Linked DNA regions of Triticum aestivum: all the other regions are linked to region 3. A link is a contact called in public Hi-C and HiCAR-type data. All regions are on one chromosome and are shown on one strand. Each heading gives the region's core, a stretch centred on a gene start, on an enhancer-like site or on the middle of the called end of the contact. The rest is flanking DNA. Distances are from core to core; before and after follow the strand shown.

Evidence for each region. Hi-C and Micro-C count contacts between places; a contact is called where the count stands out from the background. HiCAR-type assays count read pairs that join an accessible place to other places.
Region 1: a contact with region 3 is called in a Hi-C map of leaf, with 5 times the contacts expected there. The contact joins the promoter of LOC123128130 here to the promoter of LOC123128125 in region 3. A contact is called at or near these places in 3 of 5 Hi-C or Micro-C datasets (all in leaf).
Region 2: a HiCAR-type map of leaf shows a contact between it and region 3, with 4 times the contacts expected there. The contact joins the promoter of LOC101290593 here to the promoter of LOC123128125 in region 3. A contact is called at or near these places in 2 of 5 Hi-C or Micro-C datasets (both in leaf) and 1 of 1 datasets of contacts at active chromatin or transcription factors (leaf).

Annotation. Positions count from the first base shown.
Region 1 is chr6A:501,702,441-501,705,140 of IWGSC CS RefSeq v2.1, reverse strand. It overlaps LOC123128130 (universal stress protein A-like protein), which reads right to left and starts at 1,339. Exons shown (of 5, transcript XM_044548063.1): 1 at 764-1,339; 2 at 155-234. The coding sequence starts at 1,004. It overlaps LOC123128128 (tubby-like F-box protein 5), which reads right to left. Exons shown (of 4, transcript XM_044548060.1): 4 at 2,493-2,700.
Region 2 is chr6A:501,315,780-501,318,479 of IWGSC CS RefSeq v2.1, reverse strand. It overlaps LOC101290593 (soluble inorganic pyrophosphatase), which reads left to right and starts at 1,422. Exons shown (of 9, transcript XM_044548054.1): 1 at 1,422-1,664.
Region 3 is chr6A:501,501,276-501,503,975 of IWGSC CS RefSeq v2.1, reverse strand. It overlaps LOC123128125, which reads right to left and starts at 1,394. Exons shown (of 4, transcript XM_044548057.1): 1 at 917-1,394; 2 at 692-830; 3 at 441-574; 4 at 1-302. The coding sequence starts at 1,116. LOC123128124 reads left to right here. Exons shown (of 12, transcript XM_044548056.1): 7 at 1,708-1,844; 8 at 1,962-2,057; 9 at 2,286-2,355; 10 at 2,459-2,533; 11 at 2,616-2,661.

The sequences.
Region 1 (2,700 bases), core at 90-2,589, 200 kb before region 3:
TGCGTAGCTTTCACTAAAAAGGTGCTCATAGCATTGCAATTTAAGCTTGCGTCGCAAAAGAACGTGAGGTACGCTAATGAATCCGGTGCGCAAAGTGCTCATTTGCAGCACGAAACCACACACGCAGAGACACAGGGGTGGTAACAGGGCATACCAGTGACTCCTTGAATGCCTCGACGGCCAACTCATCCATCAGTTCCTGGCTCTTGTTGTATACCAGATCATTTTGCACACCTGCAGAAAATCGAATCACATTCAGCCCCATTCTCAGTTGATTACAAAATGTGGACCGATATCCTGCATGTTCAGATGCTTGGATGATCTCACACTAATTCAGAATACAACCAAATTCCCCTGGTTTTATTTAAGACTGAAACCAACCCTCCTATGCTATCATGGCATTCCCATCATTCTAGCAACATGGATCCATGATAACCAGGATACCAGCCAACAACTTTCCTGATTGCGGTTCCTCTATCTAGGTGGGGTCGTGAGGGCATGATATATGCGCCAATTGACCCTTCTTTCTTTCCTGGCAACATTCAAGTTGATGAGGTCGTGGGGCACAAAATGTTAATCCAAGGATGGTGCCTCATCACTGCTATAAAGAGACGATCGTATTCCAACCCAAACTAAAATGTGCCACAGTTCGGTGGCTGGACCGCCCTAAAAATTACTAGTATACTGTACTGTGTTTTGTTATAACATTAGTAAATAAAAAAATCGAGCAACCCTAGAGAAGCGCGCGATTCGGGGACTCAACTGGAGACGGCGTGGACGAGGTGGAGGGTGTCGGCGATGCGCGCGAGGTGGGCGAGCGCCCAGCGGAAGGCGTGCCTGGAGTTGGGGCCGAAGTCGACGGCGACGAGCAGGTCCCTGCCGCGGCGGCGCTCCCCGGTCTCGCGCTCGAGCTCCGGCGCGGCGTGGGGCACCACCGGGATGAGGCGCGGCAGCACCACCTCCCTCCAGCTGTACTCCTCCACGTCCTCCTCCACCGTCTCCATCGCCTCCGCTCGGTGGTCGGTACCGCTACCGCCGACGGCGAAACCCAACGCCGCCCGCCCGCTCGCTCGCCTCCACCTACCCCTTTTCGATTGCTTTTGCCGCACTCACTACGTACGTACGTCGTTCTGCTAGCAGCTGAAGTAAGTACTAGTAGCAGCAAAACGTTAACCGTGGTGCTCGTAGTATATTTATGTTGGCCGGTGACGACGGCGTTAAGCTCGGTCTGCCGGTGCCGGGGTATCGTGCTGGCGCGGTCGCCTCGCCGACTACACCTCCTCCCTCGTCCTAGTTCATTTCGTGCATCTTCGTCATGCGTTTCTCGCCATGTAAATTCAGAGGTCAAGCAGTAAATCTGGATTTCATCATGGATCCATCCATTTACCGTGGTCGCTGGCTGGTCCTTCTCCTCCTCCTCCTCCTCCTCCTCCTCCTCCATGTAGGCGGAGTGGTGCTACGGCCAGATACGGTCAAAGGGCCACGTGAAGTGGGGAAGAGGGGGGAAGAAATAGGCGGCCAGGGGCCCAGGGCCCATCCGTACGCCGCGGGTTTCAATCTCCCAGTGCTCACACATTTTCCTCTTTCTTTTTCTTTTTCAGAGGACGCCCGCACCTTCTAGAAGGCCAAGAAGATTCGGCGGGGATCACCACGCCACGCAACGCAAGCGAGGACGAAGGCGGTGTGTATATGACATGGACAATGACGGAGTTGGCTGCTGCGGTGCTTCTCCGCGGGCGAGGGAACCCACGATTACCCAAGAAAAGCAATCTGGTTCGAGGTTTATCTGCTGGCATATACTCCCTCTGTTCGGAATTACTTGTCTCGAAAATGGATGTATCTAAAACTAAAATACATCTAGATACATCCACTTCTGAGACAAGTAATTCCGAACGGAGGGAGTACGTATAATGGTTAAATGAACTCTTGGATGCTTCTACTGTTATTATCACTTTCTCACTCTTCAAGGTGCCTTCAAAGAAAAACATTCTTCTCTGGCCCTCAGGCAGCGTAGATCATCAAGATATGCAGATATGCAAGGTCCAGGGAAGCAGATATGCAAGATAATCTACTCTAGTCGGAATATCTGGGGACTTACCCTGAAAAAAAGGGAATTTCTGGGAACTATAATCAAACTACGCGTGGGACACATGCCACAGAAAAAGAAATGATTGGAGGCTGAGATTATGGGCACTACTTCCTCTGACCGAAAATGTATTTATCAAAAGTTACGTCCTTTTAAATCTGTAATCAGTTTACACTTGTAGCATTTCAAACAATATATTTTGCCCTTGAAGAACGCATCGATTTTCAGGTCTTCATACGTTTCTGACTACAACGTTTTGCAGTAAGATCTCAGACCGATTCAGCACAAACCCTCCCAAGTTCGACACAGATCCTAGAAAACGCGGTGGCATGAGAATGCTGACAGCCGCCAATCGCAGTAGCTAGCAGGAGAAAAAACACTCAAGAATTTCTGGGGAGAGCAGGCGAAGATGAACAACAATGTCCATAAAGGCAGTGATATGTCACTGCTAAACATTCCAACAACAACAACAATAATACATACCAGTCGCTTACAACAGTTGGCCCAAATCATCCTGGGGGGTCTGCCAAGATACGGGGATATCATTGCCCCCATCTTCATCCGGCAAAGCTACCATCAATCTACCACCTACCATCTCTCCCCAGGGGCATTCG
Region 2 (2,700 bases), core at 173-2,672, 190 kb after region 3:
CGCGAGGACCCAGAGATACCTCTCCGATACACGGAGTGACGAATCCTAACCTCGATCCATGCCAACTCAACAAACACTATCGGAGACACCTGTAGAGCATCTTTATAATCACCCGATTGTGTTGTGACGTTTAATAGCACACAAAGTGTTCCTCCGGTATTCGGGAGTTGCATAATCTCATAGTCATAGGAACATGTATAAGTCGTGAAGAAAGCAATAGCAATAAACTAAACGATCATAGTGCTAAGCTAACGGATGGGTCTTGTCCATCACATCATTCTCTAATGATGTGATCCCATTCATCAAATGACAACACATGTTCATGGCTAGGAAACGTAATCATCTTTGATTAACAAGCTAGTCAAGTAGACGCATACTAGGGACACTCTGTTTGTCCATGTATTCACACATGTACTAAGTTTCCGGTTAATACAATTCTAGCATGAATAATAAACATTTATCATGATATAAGGAAATATAAATAACAACTTCATTATTGTCTCTAGAGCATATTTCCTTCATTTCGTACATGGATAAATAAATTCATAAGGGTCATTTAATACAAATAAACACATTTTTAGAAATTGGCCACATAGACAAGCATACAGTCATCCCTATGAACACACACACTTCAAGAGACGAAGTCATTATAGACGCCTTGTAGTTGACAGAAACATCTCTTCCCACTAAACGAATGTCGCTGAAAAATCAGAAATAAATCGGAAAAAATGGGAGCATGAATGTTAATTTTAGGATTTAAAACCAATGTGCTCCTAACGTTCGTAACATATTTCTTTCTACCGGATTCTCTTTTGTTTCTGTATTTGTCAGCGGCCGCAAAGCTGTGCATCGCACAGAGTCTGCTCCTTTGACGGTCATACCATAACTTTTTTCTTTATTTTTTCGCGAAAGGTGGTACCATACCCGGCCGGAGTAGGCACGTAGCACATCTCCCGAACTAGGAAGCACCGCGTCCATCCTTTCACCCTGATGGACATGTTCTCTCTACTCTACCAAACGAAAGCCACTTTCATTAGCCATCAAAACAAACTCCTCCAAAACGATACCGTACCTAAACATCGAACCAATTTACGAAAATGCCGAACAAAAGGTAATGTAGAGCTTACTTTAGCTAATTCTCTCTATACTCTGCAGATTTTATTTTTGGCAACCAAACAGCTGAAATCGAAACCGGTCTCGAACCTACAAACGGAGGAAGAACCTGGTCCATGCGCGACAGAAGCCGCGGCACCCGTACGGAGGCGACGCTCCCTGCCAAAGGTCGACCGTGGACGAGGTCCACGGACCCCGGGGTCCCGATTCCCAGTATATGCTCTCGTCTCGTGGGTGGTGCGAGGGAATCCGGTGCGGCTCGGCCCCCCAACCGCGGCTTCCAACCCACTCCTGCTTCCACTAAAGCGTTATCCCCCGCGTGGCCACCTCCCGGCCGTCCACCCCGCGATCCGACGGCCCCGGAAGCCCGAGCTACCGGCCCCGTACGCCTGCCAGGCCCACGACGCTTTCCCCCCGTATATCTTTTCGCGTCGCCAGAAAGGAAGGCCACGCCTCAAAGTTAATATCGCGGCATCGGGTCCTGCGCTGCGCGCCTGCTGCTGCTCCCTCGCCCTCGCCTCCGCTGCCGTCGCGCGAGATCAACCCCGCCGGTGAGGGACCCCTCCCCTCTCCCCCTCCCTTCCTCGCCGCCGGTTCCGTTTCCGGTGGCCGGACCGGTTGCTGCGCCGCCCGCTCTCGTCGGTTCCGCTTTGTTGAGTCGCGGCGCGGTGCCACTGTACTGTACTGTACGAGTGTGCGCATTTCCTGGTTCCTGTCGCTTGCAGTCCGTGCTTCTGCTTATTTTTTCTCCGGTTACGGGCTCTCTGGTTCGGTGGGTTCGGTGGGATCCTTCTGCTCTGATTCGTGTGAGGGATGGTGGTGCGTTTCGCGATTGGTCGATTGTGGTATGGTTCGTCGCCTCTTTCTCGTCTGCTTCTTCCCTTTTTGCTCCGCAGGGTAAAATTTCCCCCTCTGTTCACCTGCTCCTCCATCTCTCTCTCTCTCTGTACGCTCCTGTGCATTTTGGTGGTCTTGAACGCTCATTCCACCGCGATTCAAGTGCTCAAATCTCCCCTGGGTTTCGAATAGGACGACGACGACGGCGAGAACCCGGCGGTGCTTTTTTTCGATTTTTTTAATCTGTTCTCTGGATTTAGTCCGATCTGTTTCGCGGCTGCAGAGGCGCGGATATTTTGCTCCTTCCGTGGTGTTCCTTCTCGTCCTTTTTGAGCAACTTCTCTTTCCTCGAGTTTGCCAAACTTGTAGCAGCATGCGTCGCTGCTCTCCAAATCTGTTCGTTGCGGTTGCGGCGGCTGTTTCCCCTCTTAGATAAAGTTTTTTTTTACCCGCATTTGTGCTTTGTCTCGCCTATGCTCCTGGATGATTCTGTTACTATTTCTAGAGAAGAGAACCCGAGTTGGACCATGCGGTAGTTGTTCTTCAGGGAAAGGCTCTTAATCTCGGCTGATGCTTCAGGGGAAGGCTCTAAATCTCGGCTGATGTTCAGTTAGTATTTAGGACGTGATGGTGATGTCATCTTCCGATTTATTTTATTTTGCTTCCGAAGATCATGCTAGCTTTGACTAGTAGTAGTAGCACACTACAGTCCTGTCCAGTCCTCGCATAGATTATTAGCCTAGGTCCTGT
Region 3 (2,700 bases), core at 145-2,644:
AGACCTCACTCCGATCCATTGGAGCAAAAAACTCATCAGTGTCTGATTCACCGCCTACAATTCCGGTTCCCAAATCCATTGTCTGCAAACCATGATCAGAAGTGTCACCGCCAACAGCCGCATCTCGTTCTTCTTCATCCTCTCTAGGCTCCATAATATCATCCTCGGACGAAAGGCCCTCGACGTAGCACGGGAGATCCTCCATCGGGCTAACGACAGTCTTCATGTGGCAGGGGAGGGGCGGGCAGCCTGCGGTGAACTTGGTATTCTTGGTGGAGAAGAAGTTCACCGTGAGATTCAAGCTGGCAACACACACACACAGGCATCAGAACAGCCGTTCACATCAGTATACTGTTACTAGTCAACTCTGGCCGGCCCCAAGAAAAGAAGAATCCATGGATGGAGCAGCTAGAGATAGGAGAAAGAGAGAGGGGCCTTACTTCTCCCATGAAGGGAGGTTGAGCATGGTGTAGGCGAGCTTGACCTTGTTGCCGATGCCGCCGAGCGACTTGAATTCGGCGGCGGCCTTGCGAACGGCCAGCGACTCGGTAGGGTGCTGCCACGCCCACTCGAACTGCAGGCCAAGAAACGGAGGCGGCCACGTTTAGTAAGAAAAAAAAACCGAGGAGCCACCGTAACCCACCATCCAACGAAGCGAATCTTTCAAGGGGAAGAAGGGTTGGTTAATTACCTGGAGGGCGGCGACGTTGGTGGGGAAGCCGTAGATGCAGAGCATCATCTCCCAGGGGCGGCCGCGCTTGGTCCGCCAGGCGCCGCATCGGAGCTCGCCGTTGTGCTGCCGGATCCGCCGCCGCGGGTTCACCGTGAACCTGCCACACGACCGTCAATCAATCAGGTGCAAGAAGCAAAGATGAGATTTTTGATTGATGCGAGACGAGGCGGGGGGTGGGGGTACCCGATGTAGGTGCGGCTCTTGCTGCGCGGGCAGAGCGACCGGAGGAGGTAGCAGCAGAAGAAGCCACCCCCGCCGCCGGCGGCTTTCTCAGGTCCATCTTTGGTTTCCTCGTGTCCGTCGCCCGCCACGGCTGCCGCCTTCGCCGCAGCACGCGGCCTCCTCTTGCCCTTGGCCGCCGTTCCCCTTCTTGCCCTGCCCATCCCTCTCTCTCTCTCTCTCTCTCTCTCTCTCTCTCTCAGAGCAGCCTGATGCGGATTTGGGCGAATTGGATGGGGGATTGCTCCGAGATGAAGGCCGCCTTTCCGATCCCGAGTGATGGATTAGAAGGCAACGGCTATTTTTCAACCGATGGATTTACACCCTTTTTTCTGAGGAGAGAAACCTCACTTGACCCAGTCGTCAGACGCGTAGCGCTCGGCTGGCTGTCTAATCCTCTTTGTGGGCTGGACCCCTTCCTGGGCTTCGTCCCGGGCCTCCGTCATGGGCCTGGAGCCTCGACTGCGAGAAGATGGGCAGACGGCCGCCAGAAACCCTAGCGCGGAGGGCACGCGACGGGCGTGCTGTGCCAGTGTGCCCTGCCTCTGTGGGGTTTGGTGGAAGCAACACATGAAAACAAATCGACTTCTGTTAATGGGACCTACCTGGCAGCTACACAGCTGGCGGGCGGAGGGGCTCTGAGAGTGCCCTGTATCCACCGGGATTGAGGTTCCGTTTTATCTGGATGAAATGAAACACGGTTGACTCACAAATATGCTTGCAGTAGCTGACTTGCAAATTGAAAAAAAAAACAGGTTGTGGAGGTTCTCACTCACATATCAAAAAGGGAGAGTTTCGATCTCCCCGCAAGTTTGGCTTACACCATTGCGACTCGATCCGCGCACAACATGAGGGAGGCGATATTGGCTCTGGAGGCATGCAGAGCTAACAGGTATGCTTTGTAGTATTCGTTGTCCCTTCTCAAGTCTTCTTATTTCCTTCGGTTTTGTATTATGATGATGATCCTAGCATGTGCTCTTCACTTCCATTTTTCCCTTTGATCTATCAGCTACCCCTTCGTGGATGGACAAGCTATACCGCTAGGATGGGATGGTGTTCTTGAGGAACTCGCAGCAGAAATTTTAGAAGATCCTTCTCCCAAAAGGTCTGCTGGAGTAAAACAAAATTTAGCCATGAATGTTTTCATTGTCCTTCTCCTTGGTTGTGAACATGTTATCATTATGCTTCAAGTACCACCAATATTTCACTTTATGAATTGCCGCAGCTTTGATCAGTCACCATTGGTTGATTTATTTTACTAACACAGGAAAATTTTATTGAGCTGTGCGATTACATTCAGACTGATTTGCTAACGCGTCAACGTATTACGCAGGTTATTTTTGGTACGAGGCAAGCTCCAAAAACTTTTGGTTGAATCCGTGCCTCCTAAACTTGTTCTCCAGGTACGAGTTATTCAGATTTAACCTCAAGGATGCTACTACTATATAACTCCACAGACACAATCGCATGATTAAACATCATTCTTGATTATTATTTTGCCTGCAGAAACTCGTAGAGCTGTTCCTGAAGGGAATACATGCTAACATAAAGAGGGATGTTTATTACTGGCACGCCTACTACGTAAGTTTCCTCGGCATATTTCTGTTTAAATGCACTTCCCAGGGGAGCTATGATAGCCATGCACGAAAATGCTGAATTTCAGGATAAGAGGTTGCCGGCTGGTGCCAGTGCACTGCTGAAACTGGAAGGTAATTTGGCACTCATGTTATCATGTAAACTAAAAACAG